Linked DNA regions of Rattus norvegicus: regions 1 and 2 are each linked to region 3. The links are chromatin contacts, called in public Hi-C maps. All regions are on one chromosome and are shown on one strand. The core of a region is the stretch at or near the end of the contact, and the rest is flanking DNA. Distances in the headings are between cores, read along the strand shown.

Region 1 (4,333 bases), core at 1,426-3,925, 740 kb before region 3:
TGCCTCTCTTCCCTTCTTTCCCTTCAACCCGTGAACCGGGCCAGGGGCTTCTCTTTGCTGCTCTCATGATTTTGTGCCCATCTTCATCGTTTCAGCCGTGAAGACACTGGCTGTCTCTGCTGCGTGCTGTCACTGGGTAATCATTACTCCTTGTTGGAGCCTAATGGCAAGACTAAACGTCAGGGTTTCTAGTGTAGAGCAATGCTAAGATGAGAACCATTCCGTTATAATGATGTCTAACTTAGCAATAGTTTCTTTACTCCATTTCTTGTTTTATTAACTCGAACAGATAGGATCCAATATTGGTGAGGAATTCCCTAGTGGAAGCTCTTTGATTAAAAAAAAAAAAAAAGAAAAAAAAAAGAAATCACTGAATTCGAGTTGGGGTCTGTAACTCTGAGGTCAAGCGTTTGCCTAAAATGAGAGGGAAGCCCTGGATTCCATCCCCAGCTCTCTTGGGGGTTGGGAATCAATAGTCAGTGAAGGCAGTTTGAGTACCTGTCTGTCTTTCAGAGAAAAAGTGCCTGTTCAGTGCAGACACTGGAAGTCAAATGGTTAATCAATCCAAGATAAATCAATGGGCCAAGAAAGTAATGACTGTTTTCTCTGTCGTCTTTAATGTTAGAATCTCTGTCCCCTCCCCTCTCTTTCACACTCTCTTTTTGATAGAGAGTCTCTTTGTGTAGACTTGGCTGTTCTGGAGCTTGCTGTGTAGATCAGGCTGACCTTGAACTCATAAAGATCTATCTATCTCTGCTGTCCCTGTGCTGGGATTAAAGGCTTGCACCACCAGGCCTGGCCAGAAGACCTCCCCCCTTTTAAATATGGCTTCCGGTACAGAGCGAAGGGAATGGAGGTAGGAGGGGAAGGCTCTGCACACGTGCTGCATGCTGCTGATGTTGTGATACATGTTTACATGCATGGCTGGATGGACTCACATTTCATTTTGTGAAGAACATACAACATACAACAAGGAAACAAGCTTCGTGATCAAGTCACAAATCTGGAGAAGCCACACCAGGAACTCAAGCCAGAACGGCAGATTCATTTCAAGCTTAAAGCTCTTGGCCACTAAAATGATGTTTCTCTTACAAACTTTCTGAACAATTTGGTGTAAACGAAGGGTGCCCATCCCATTTAACATTGTGACATGGGATACAGTCCTACGATGTTGGGCTCTGTTCCTAGCCATCAGAGGTGCATGTAGCAGGAGGACTGCAGGCTGAACATATGTTCTGCGTCTTCCCTGTGCTTTCTGAGTGTAGAGCCTTCAAATACTCAGAGCTGTGGGAAGAAATGTCAGGGTGTTAGTCTCACTTGAAAGTCATATTTAATTTGATATTTCTAACATTGTTTATTGTTAATTTTTTGTTTTTAACAACATCTGATAATATAATATTTCCCACCCAATGAAGATTTCTAATGAGTTATTGGAAAATGAATTAATTGACTTATGTGTGTGTGTGTGTGTGTGTGTGTGTGTGTGTGTGTGTATGTGTGTGTGTGTGTGGAGAGAGAGAGAGAGAGAGAGAGAGAGAAAGAGAGAGAGAGAGAGAAAGAGAGAGAGAGAGAGAGAGAGAGAGAGAGAGGAGAGGAGAGGGGGGAAGGGGAGAGAAGGGGAAAGGGGAGAGACATGTTTATATGTAGCTCCAGTACCAATCATGATCAACTAGACTTTCTCTTTTCTTTTTTTTAAAAAAATTCTTCATTGTTAATAGAGTGTGAGGGGATGTGGGTTTGCCTGTGAAAGTCAGCGAGGCTCACTTGCTCCTTTCACTGTGGTATCTTGAAGCAAGCAGGGCAAACACTTTGACCCACTGAACCTTCTCACTCATCTTCTTTGTGTTAAAATTTGGGGTTTTATAGTGACATTTGTTAACTTCTGCTTTGTTTTTTGCCTTGACTATTTATTTATTATCTATTTGTTTATGGGGGGGGCACTACACAAACACACACCTTTGTGAACTCCTGCATGGTTAAAAATGAGGAGGAGTTGGGAGAGGGGGAAAGTAGTATCAGAATATATTGTATGAAAACAAACCATAAGGAAACGTGAGCTTGTCCTTTAAAAGCCAGGGCTCGGGCTGGAGAGACGGCTCAGTGGTTAAGAGCACCCGACTACTCTTCCAGAGGTCCTGAGTTCAATTCCCAGCAACCACATGGTGGCTCACAACCATCTGTAAAGAGATCCGATGCCCTCTTCTGGTGTATCCGAAGACAGCTGCAGTGTACTTATATATAATAAATGAATAAATCTTAAAAAAAAAAAAAAAAAAAAAAAGGCCAGGGCTCCCAGGTGCAGATTAACACATATCTTCAAGGCTGGGGTTAGAGGTTTTCTTTTTGGGATGTGCGCCCCCTACTGGAGCCTGGTGCTTTTGACCTTGACCCACCTCGGGGTGAGGGCTGACTGGTATAATTACATAAGACGCGTATTGCTGACTTCCTTCAGGATCGTGCGTGCATGCATTCCTTCCCTTATCTTTTTGATTTGGAAGGAGAGTCCAGAATGCCTGTCAGCTTAGTCTTTGATGTGGGGGACAAAGACTAATAAAAACATTAAAAGCATCTTTTCCTCCCGTTTCACTTGACTCGCTGTGTCTGCCGCAGACCCTGCCCGATTGACAGAACATTACATAGATAACCCCCTTCTTAAGTGGCGGCGAGGCAGCAGCGGGCAGTTTTTCATTTAGAGTCTATCAACTGAGAATTGATAAAGTCATCATGGAACAACTGTAGTTTGACCCCGACCTGACAAAAGAGATCGAAAATGTCTTGGATAGAGAGAATCAAGGGGTTGGCTCCATCCCTGCCTGGGAAAAAGGCTTGGAGTGGGCCAAGGGCTAACACCCAGGCACTCCACGAGTATGTTTAATAACTGAGAAGTAAATAATGAAAGGGATGTCAATAAACAATCGCGATTTAATAAATTATTCATTTTAACAACCTACCAGTGTTTGCCCAGGGATGTAGTTTTTTTCTCCGTCTGAGGGATTGGTCTGAACCTGCCTGGCTGCGATGCTGTTCACCATCCTTGACAGCAGGGGGCACTCACGTCACGCCTGAAACAGATAGATGCCAAACTCCTCGGTTTATGTAGGAGGGAAAGATTGAGAAGTTGATGGGAGAGCATCAAGAGGAGGTGGAGGGGAAGATAGAAAATGAGTGGATAGATACTGAAATGAAAAAAAAATTTCCGCAGGCAGATCAAATTCACCCTTGCACCGAAGCAAAGCGTCAAGAAATAAATAGAAAACAGTCACTCTATATTTTGTTGGTTAAAATAACTTATTTATTTGAAACTCATAAGATGACAGATTTGGAGCAGTCAGGGCAAGGGCAAAGAGATATTCGAAATTTAACAGATTTATTTCCATCTTGAAAATCCTGCTGTGATTTTTTTTCCCCAGGAAACACTCCCAGAAAATAACTGATTCTCTTGGGCTGGTGTGAAATATAAAAAATGATAATAATTAAAAAAAAAACCCAAACAAACCCAAACGGCCCCCAGACAGCTGAGGGGCTATAGGCTGTATGTTCTTCTCTCCTTAGAGGCAAGCTCTCACTGTGGAGCCCAGGGGTCCTCGTGAGAGTTGGGCTCACGTGTGCCCAGGCCCTTGTCCATCTGCCAGAGCCTTTGGAAGAAAGTCCCCACCACAGCTGAAGGCGAAGGTTTCTTGGAAATGAACTCCCAGGGTCAGTTCAACTCTGCGTGCGTTTTCCTTTCTCACGGACTTGAGTGACAGCCCCCACTTTATGAAACTGTCTCCCGGGAAGCAACGTTCCTCCTACACATTGAAGAAAGGCCGTTGTGGTCCCTGGGATATTTACTGTGAACCCAAGGCACCGAGAGCAGAATGCATTCTCGATCGATGGCCATGCAGATGCTAAAGTGAGTGGTATTTATTTATAATAATGCGTGAGGCGGCCCACAGGGAAATGTCATCTTGTTTGTAATCAATCCCAGTGTGAGGCTCCTGCCGCAGCACAATCAGGCCTTGCATTAAGTGACAAATTGGCTCCTTCTTCTCATTCTCACTGTCATTTCTCTTCAGCGGGGATAGATCATCTCTGCTACAAGGCCTCGGAGCTTGTACCACACACAGATACACATGCATATGCAGGCCCTGTGAACGCACTCGGGATAAAAGCCTCCAGTGATAGCAGGTATGACAGGAAACAGGCAAATGAGAAAGGCCCCCTGTGCTCACGGTGTCTTGCTGCCTGGCGATGTCGCTGTATCCGGTGAAGGCATGTCACTGTTAGGGATTGAACTGTCTCTCAGAATCTGTACGTCGAAGCCTCTAACTGCCAGTGCAGCAGCATTAAAAAA
Region 2 (4,524 bases), core at 1,480-3,979, 690 kb before region 3:
TATCTATCTATCATCTGTCTGTCTAATTTATCATCTATCTATCATCAATCTATTATCATCTGTATCATATGCATGTATATATCATCTTTCAATAATCTCATCTATATCTATCTATCATTTACATATCATCTACCTTATCATTTATATTTTTGTCATTTAATTATCTATCCATCTATTTATATCATCTATCTACCTATCTACATATCTACAAGTCGTCTACACATCTTCTATTTCTAAGTTTTCTATCATCTATACTCGTCTTTCTCTTTATTGACCTGTCAATCAAAACTTACCTCCCCTCCACCCAAGCATCTGTTCGCTCCTCTGTCTTTTTATTTTACTTGCTTGTTCTCTCTGCCTCTTCTCATTTCCGTCTTGCTGGGCTGAAACTGCTTGTCTTCCTGGGAATGATGAATAATGAATCAGTGTTTCCCCACCTGTGGTCTGTCAATCTTCCTCCTGAGTGGACTGTGAACTGTTAGCTTCATCAAATTAAAAATTCTGGTTCTGCCCTGGAAGATGAGACATTCATCTATAATGGTTCCTAAGGGTTTTCAGAAATTCCAAGAGAGTTGAACAGTACTGCTTGCAATGAGGGCCTCGTCTTCTGAAGGCCCTTGGGGGTTCTCGGTTGTGCTCCTCAAGGAGATGTCCTTAGGTACCTGTTGCATTCAATTTTCTTTGCCTCCTGAGCTGTGGGTGGTTTGGTAGCTGTAGAGTCCTACAACATTCTGAACATAGCATTTTATTAATAACGTGTTTTGATCATGTTCATCCCACACTCCTCCTAACTCCTCCCAGACCTATTCCAACTTCTGGTCCTCAGAAAAAAACAAAACAAAGAAACCGACCCTTTGAGTGCAGTTTGTGCAGCCCATAATGCTCATGGATGTGGTGTCTCCACTGGAGTGTAGCTCATCTTCCAGGAGCCACACCCTCTCGCAGAAGCCATTGACTGTCAATAGGTCCTTAGTCAGTGGTGGACCAGTGGACCTCTTCTCAGTGCATGCTAGAGCATTGACTGGCCTGGCCTTGTTTAAGTCTTGGTGAAGGCAATTGCAACTGCCATGGGTTTGCCAGTGTAAGGATCTCGTCATGCTCACAAGACACTGTTTTGCTTTGCTCCTTCCTGACCCCTGACTCAGAATCTTTTGTCTCATGTTCTGTGCTGGTCCCTGAGTCTGTGTCTCTGTGTCTGTCATCTGTCTGTCTGTCTGTCTGTCTGTCTCTGTGATAGATGTCCCATTTGTGCCTTTGATGAGTTGTGAACTTCTTCATTAACTGTTGTCCACTTCACAAATAAACTCCTCTGACGAGGCCTGGGAGCTGCAGTAATTATGGGCATGGAGATATGAGGTTAGAAGGCAGTTCGATAATCTATCCATTTAGCTAAACAATATCAATAGACCCAGCCCTGGTAGGAGTCACTTGGCAGTTCTCTTAACACTGTATCTTCTTAAGGAGTTTAAAGTTGGAGAAAGGAGACATGGCTGGTTTTGAAAGCAAACATACGCACTCAAGCACAGAAAGATTTTAGAGAGCAAGGCACCCCTGGCTCCCCCAGCTCCGTTTGTGCCCCAAGCCTTAGTAACAGCTAACCTTGAGAGCACTTAGTGCGCTCGGGAGAATTCTACATCTGGCAACATCTTCATTCTGACAGCAGCCCAGTGAGGCACGCCCTTTAGTAGTCCTGCTTTTCAGGACAGGGTGAAGAAAGGACCCTGGTTCTTCTGATGAGGAGGCATACATTCTGTCAGGAGATGAAATAGATGGGGATCATAGAAGTGAATATGCATCCCACCGACCTTTTACTTTCATATTCTCTACTATATTAGAACATAACTAAAAGTGGTTAAAACAGAGCAATAAGCATAACTATGGCAGAGAACCATGATTGCTGAACACACGGACTTTGGGTCGAAGGACGTGGTGGAGGTATGACCACACTCAGCCACTGGCCTGATCTTGAGAGCATCTCTGACACCCGTGGCTTGAACTTTGTATCCTGGATGTTCTGAACCTTGCAATGCCAACAACGCTTTCTCCTCATCTCCAACTCTCTTCCTCACAGATACAAAAGATTGAGGTACCATGGACTGTTCCCATCTGATCTTCCCCTTAAAGTTTAGGGCCGAAGTGTTAGCCAGCTCTTAGATATTGTATAAGAAGACAAAGAATGTCTAAGAAAAAGGGTTGATTTGCGGTCATGGTTTCCATCCATGACCATTTTGCTTTTGGCTTGTGGTCTCATACCGTACCATGGTGGGAACACATGATACAGAAGGTCAGGTTGCCTCACAGCAGCCTGGAAACAGGAAGGAGAGAGGACAGGGTCCTAATAGCACCTGCAAGGGTGTGCTCCCAGTGACCTAACTTCCTGCCACCAGGCCCCCCTTATAACTTACACCACCTCTCTGCAGTGCCACAGGTTTGGGACCTAGCATTCAAATGTGATTCTTAGAACGACATCAGCTAGAACAGAGTTTGGTAGAGAAGGAAGGGAAGTTCATAGATTAAGTCCCCGAGCCTCTGACCACTTTGTTCCTATCCCGTTGGCATGTGTAGGGCTGCAGAGGAAGGGAGGACACAGAGATGCTGCCTCTGTGAGGCCGGCAGGATCCAGGTCACATTCCACCAACCACGGAAGCTGCTGTCTGTTGTGTCCCTGGACAGTCCTAATAATGGCACTTTCATGCAGCCTACATCTGGCTTCTGTTTATAAGCCTTCAAGCCAGAGAGAGCATAGACGAGGAAGGCCCTAGTGGAGGATATTGGCATCAGGATCTAAATGTAGAAGTCATGTGGGGGTGGTTTTGCATATAGCCCTTCATGGTGCCGCTTGGGATCATGTAGGGCTCTTAGCATGGGGCATTTTCAGGCTTTCCTTGTGTATGTACAACACACACACACACACACACACACACACACACACACACACACACACACACACACCAGCTTGCTTCCAGTGGATGAGTAAGCAGGGGCAGCCATGAGATCCAGTTGCAGCTCTCTATGGGAGCCAGTGTGGAAATGTCATGTATCCAGGTCACTGTTTTCAGGCACAACAGTTCTGTGTGGGCCAACGCTGTTTACTGCCAAGTTCATTTAGAACTCTCTGAGCTTTCCCTGCCAGGGCCTCAATCTCTTCAAATTCCTAGAGGAAACCATTGGCGAGGCATGACAGACTTTGAGCACTAGATGGCAGTAAAGGTCCGTGAAACTTTTTTGGTGGCTCTGCGCTCTTTAATTCTCTGCCTTTAGAGGTGAAGAATCCTTGCGGAAGAGAAGAGACCTCGACCATAAATTCCACACGCAATAGCAGGTTCATAATGCACTGGAGTGACTGCATGCTGTATTTTTTCTCTCCGAGAAATAAAATTTCTCTTTCAATGGAGAAGGTTGTTCCTTTACATCTAACATGAGCTAATGTTAAATCTCTCTCTTAAGTAGCAGAGGACGGAGCCTTTAATGTGTGCACTGACCAAGACACCGGGCCTGTGTCTGCAGTGAGATGCAGATTGATGTCTTGAGGGACTGAGCCGGAGTAAGTCATATATTCTGCAGAGAGAGGGCTGTTTCTCCTCTTAATCATGGACATTTGACTTGTCAAAAAAATGTTTTCTCATTGATTGCCTGAGACAGAGTGTGCAGGCTAGAAAGACAAGTTTACCAAAAATCTCCTTCACTTGGAAGGGATGTTAAGGGGAAACCAGTGACTAATATCTTTCATTTAAAACACATTTGCCTGTTGGAGAGTGTGACAGTAACGTGTTGGTGGGACAGAATTACATTTATTTTTATTTTGCTCCTGCTTTTAAACTTCTTTCTTGTATTACCTGAGAAATAGGACTCATGAGCATTAAAATTAATGCTAAAATGAGCAAGCCTATAATACAAGCACCCAGGAGTCAGAGGCAAGAGGATTAGGAGTTCAAAGTCATTTCTGGCTATGTATTGAGATTGAGGACAGCCTGGACTGTATGAGCCCATGCCAAAAAAAAAAAAAAAAAAAAAAAAAAAAAAAGGGACCATTATCAGCAGAATCTATCTGTCCGTCCGTCCATCCATCCATCCATCCATCTGTCTATGTATATATGCCTGTATATATGGATGGATGGTATCATTCATTTATCTACCTCTCAGTTTATTCTCAGTATCAATCCTTTTATCAGTCATGTCATGCAATAAAAGCACTAAAATGTCCTCATTGCGATGTGCTTTTTGGCACCTGGTCGGTGAACTCTTTATCAATTGCAAAATGTGAGATTAGAAAAATAGAAAATCCGTCACAGAGCCCCTAGCATACCCTACACTTAATTCGCGACTGAGTCACGGTTCCTTCGACATGTCTGCCGCGGTGGCTCACAGCTGAGTCCTCGCAATGATTGCTTGGCAGTGGAGCAGGAGGGCAGGTGTCCTGCATGTCACCTCCACTCTGCCATGCCCGGCTCTTGGCATGCCGTCTGCGATGCCGTGGGGTCACTGCCTGCTTGGTGAGTGAATGGCATGGGCCTGGCTGCCAGC
Region 3 (4,015 bases), core at 1,448-3,947:
AGAATCTGTTATGGTGCTCAAGGGAGGAATTCCACAGGACCCTCTTCACACCGGGGATGGAGAACATCTGGTACTTTCATGTTCTGATGCCAGGATTTAGAGGTCAGGGCTGAAGGCTTTGGGGATCAGGGCAAGTGTCAGGCTGCAAGCAGCCGTAATGAATGGCAGTTGCTGACTAGCTGGTTTAGCCTGTTCTCAGCAGGAGATATGGCCGGTCAGTATAATGAGCTAGGACTTAGTGTGTTAAACACATCTAGCTTGGCAAGTGAGGTTGGTCATGCCTCTCCCCTCCCGATTCTGTATGGAATTTTCATCTCGGAAGAAATTATATTGAGGTCTTCATTAGTGGCACCCTGCAGGGTGAAGCCTCTATGAGGGCTGAGAAGCAGGATGGCTTTACAGGAAAAAAAAAATGGCCAGCTTTTGTGCAGGGAGTTGAAGGTTTAAGTTGCCTGAACTGGAAAGGGTCTGCAGAGGCGATTATGTTAAGCAAGTAATGTGTATCGGTAACATGGAATCAAATTATGAGGGTCACTAGCTTCCTGGCTTTCCCAGTGCATTAAATGAAGACATAAGATTGCATTTGTGCTGGGTACTTCTTGAGGCCGCACAGTGTCAGCACTGTCCAGTTGTTCATACTTCACAGCATGTCACCTCTAATTTCATGGGATTATCTGCACGGCTGCTTTATTAGATGGTCGCTATCTTGAGAGTCCTTTGAACTCACAGCAGGGCCATGCACAGCCATTACTGTGAACGCTTCTCTTACGTACACAATTCTTATTACCGTCGCCGTTTTACGAAGGCAGATACAGCCCACCACCCTCCTGCCTCCAAAACTCTGCGCTCATTTGTTTGCACCACAAGCCGCCCCACGGGAAAACCCTGAGTGCGAAAGATGCTTTGGAGGGCTCCCTTTAAAAAGCTGTCCAGCCGGCGTGGTGGATTCATGGTGGAAAGGCGTGTGGTCCTCGGGTCAACAGCATCAGGATCACATGGGGGCACAGGAGAGGTGCTGATCTCATTAAATCAGAAACCCAGGGATGGGCTCAGTGGCCCGTGCTTTAACAAGCCTTCCCTGGTGATTTCGAGGAAAGCACGGCAGTGCAGTAACATTCATGGGGTAAAGAATGGGGTAGACCTATATATTTGGGGATAGAGCAATAGACAAGTTATACAGAATGCCTACCCCCATGGATCTCATTATATTGCAAAGGTACTTTGTTCTGATAAAATGTTCTTTCTTCCATATGCCAACATCAGTCCCTGGAACTAGTCTTCTGTATTCTTTGGTAGCAGAAAATGTGAGAGATGACCCAGACCCGATGTCTTTGTGTATTTCAGAACCATCCCCCTTGCAATCTGCATCTCTATGGCCATCATCACAGTTGGCTATGTCCTGACAAATGTGGCCTATTTTACAACCATTAGCGCCGAGGAGCTGTTGCAGTCCAGCGCTGTGGCGGTGGTAAGTCAACATTACAGTTCCCACAGTTAGAATTTAGGCTAATGAGTCGAGGATGGACTCTGCTTTATCATGGCTCCCTACAGGAGAAAGTGTTTTGAAGTTAGTCATCTTTTCTTGACCTGAATGATAATATTTTGAAGATTTAAAGTGTACCCTACTTAGATTCTGCTAACTCTACCCTGAGAGCTCTTTGTTATTTTTTTTTTAATTCTCCTAAAAGGCATTTTTATATAAAGCTGCCTAAAAAGGCTTTCCTACAAGGAGGGAGTATTTTCCCAACATGTTTCTAAGGACAGGCGGAGTTTCTGAATGCAAATCAAGGCAAGTTTTGATATGCAAAGTATAATCCACTCTTCTCATTTCTGGTTATCAACTTTTCAAATGTTGACTTGAATCCTCTCCCCAAATTATTTTTCTAGAAATTTCAGGAGGACCATGTCTATTCATCCATTTGTAGCATGACTTGGAATAGTGGTGTTGTGGTGGTTTTTATAAATTTGGGAACAGGTAGGCAATTAAATGTTAAAGAGATGTTACAAAGAGATGTTCCAGCAACACTTGGAGATGACTGTGCATTGTAACCCCCTAATTCCAAAGATTTTCCACAAAATTATTTCACACTGGAACTATATTCGTGTCCAAAGATCATGTTATGAGACTGCTTTTTCTTTTCACTCGTGTTTGCTCAGACATTTTAACTGGGAAGAAAGAATGCACTCATTAACTGGAAGCCAGGAAGGTGAAAACTTAAAAACACCCAGAGACACTCCCATCCACCAAACACAATTCCTTTTAACACAGTATCACTTCCTATCAGCAACACCCACGGAGAATGGCTACCTCCTGTGGTGCGAACCTGTATCTGAGGTCACAGTATGAAAAGGGCTTTGTCCACTGCCTTGAAATGTACAAAGCTTCCGGGTGTCTGGTCGGTTGCCTCACGTTTCTAGGCAAAGGGCAGCCCTAATTTGTGGAGAGCATAATGGGGTCTGTTAATTGCATAGCACCAGCTGCATCAAGGACAATGGGAAGAAAAAAATCCTGTAATAACCAAAAAAAAAAAAAAAAAAAAAAGCATCCTTTATACAAATGTGCAGGAGTGCCTAGGAGAAAATCTTAGAACTTTGTCTACCATTTGTTTATGCTTTGTGTCACTTGTCAGGATTGGAGTTGTGTTCTAGCATTTTACAGGAAACCCTGGTAGGAAATGACAGCCTCCTAGGGTCGGGGAGGGCTGACTCCATAAACTGGTTCAGCTGGTCTGGTCTGACTCGGGTAAAGAACCTTCAGACTGGCTCACTCATATGATGAAATAGTCAACTTGTCTATTGTTCTGATTTATCCTCCAGCATCAAGGTGGGCCAGTACCTGTCACACTCACGAGTGTACGTCTAGTGCTCCTCATACAAAGGTGGCTTTTTGGGATTGTGCAGAGCAATTTCTGTCCTTAAAGTAGAATTTCCTATCTAAGCCCCTTCCTCTTACCAGAGGCGATAGTTGATAAAGAGTCTGTAAACGGCTCGTTGCTTTGGAGGGACAGAGAAGGCGACTGTTTAGACCTTTGCCCACAGGTCTGAGACAGCAATGCCATGGTGCCCGCTTCTGATGATTGTCTTGGGAGTCAGTTTGACCCTAACGAAAAAGAAGGATTATAAAACATTCACGTAGCACCAGGCTAATGGAAAGTCAAAGAGCAAGTTTGGCCTAAATTGTTTCATTTTATTCCACTTTCGGGGAAAGCATTAATTTGCTCCGTTCTTTCCTTCCTCAGACCTTCTCTGAGCGGCTGCTGGGAAAATTCTCATTAGCAGTCCCGATCTTTGTTGCCCTCTCCTGCTTCGGCTCCATGAACGGTGGTGTGTTTGCTGTCTCCAGGTGAGCGAGTTCATGTATTTTCAGAAACACATTTCTGTTTTAGAGATTGGATGTGATAAGGATAACTTTTAAAGAGAAAAGCAATAGTTCCTCCGAACCTGTTGTTTTTAAAGGGATATGCGAGTTCCTAGTAGATTCCGGTGAAGCATGTTTCATTCTGTCCAGTAGAGGGCGCTGCGTGTCTACACATAGCCCACTCTGAGCAGGGCATGCTGCATTTTTTTTTTTTTTTTTTTTTGAAGAGTCTGTCTTCAGGGTTTTATAATGGCCTTTATTTCTAGCGATAAAGTCTTTTGTTTTTGTGAAGGTGCCACGGAAAACAGTAAAGTCGAAAGCAGAAATCACCACCCTGCCATCTGTAACCCTTTTTCTTAGTTCGTTGGTACCAAAATCTTTTTTTGCCTATTTATGTTACAATTTAGAGAGAGGTTAACATTGCATGCATGTACATATGTGTACATGTGCAATGCATGTGTGCTACTTTGGACTGACACTAGCAATCTAGCACTGAATTTGCCACCAGCTACTCCTATATAAGAAGAACTCTACTCAGTGCAATATTTCTATTGTTTTTCCTCAGAGCAATATAAGGTATTTCCCAGACTCTGTAGGTCCTGAAATGAGACTTAGGATGAGATCTTCCCCTTGTCTTCAAAGCACAACCCAAATGAC

What was found. A called contact is a pair of places that touch in the nucleus more often than the background predicts.
Region 1: a Hi-C map of the A7r5 cell line shows a contact between it and region 3, with 2.6 times the contacts expected there. The contact joins two enhancer-like sites. A contact is called at or near these places in 4 of 12 Hi-C or Micro-C datasets (the A7r5 cell line, Schwann cells, frontal cortex and 1 more).
Region 2: a contact with region 3 is called in a Hi-C map of Schwann cells, with 2.9 times the contacts expected there. The contact joins two enhancer-like sites. A contact is called at or near these places in 5 of 12 Hi-C or Micro-C datasets (the A7r5 cell line, Schwann cells, frontal cortex and 2 more).

The regions. Positions count from the first base shown.
Region 1 is chr2:137,349,608-137,353,940 of GRCr8, reverse strand. No RefSeq gene overlaps it. Among named protein-coding and RNA genes, the nearest start is that of Noct, 70 kb to the left of the region's middle. Within about 2 kb of position 2,675, at least 4 of the 93 cell types and tissues checked have an H3K27ac peak or open chromatin away from gene starts, as enhancers often do.
Region 2 is chr2:137,300,011-137,304,534 of GRCr8, reverse strand. No RefSeq gene overlaps it. Among named protein-coding and RNA genes, the nearest start is that of Noct, 120 kb to the left of the region's middle. Within about 2 kb of position 2,729, at least 18 of the 93 cell types and tissues checked have an H3K27ac peak or open chromatin away from gene starts, as enhancers often do.
Region 3 is chr2:136,610,598-136,614,612 of GRCr8, reverse strand. It overlaps Slc7a11 (solute carrier family 7 member 11), which reads left to right. Exons shown (of 12, transcript NM_001107673.3): 7 at 1,345-1,468; 8 at 3,240-3,343. Among named protein-coding and RNA genes, the nearest start is that of Slc7a11, 56 kb to the left of the region's middle. Within about 2 kb of position 2,697, at least 8 of the 93 cell types and tissues checked have an H3K27ac peak or open chromatin away from gene starts, as enhancers often do.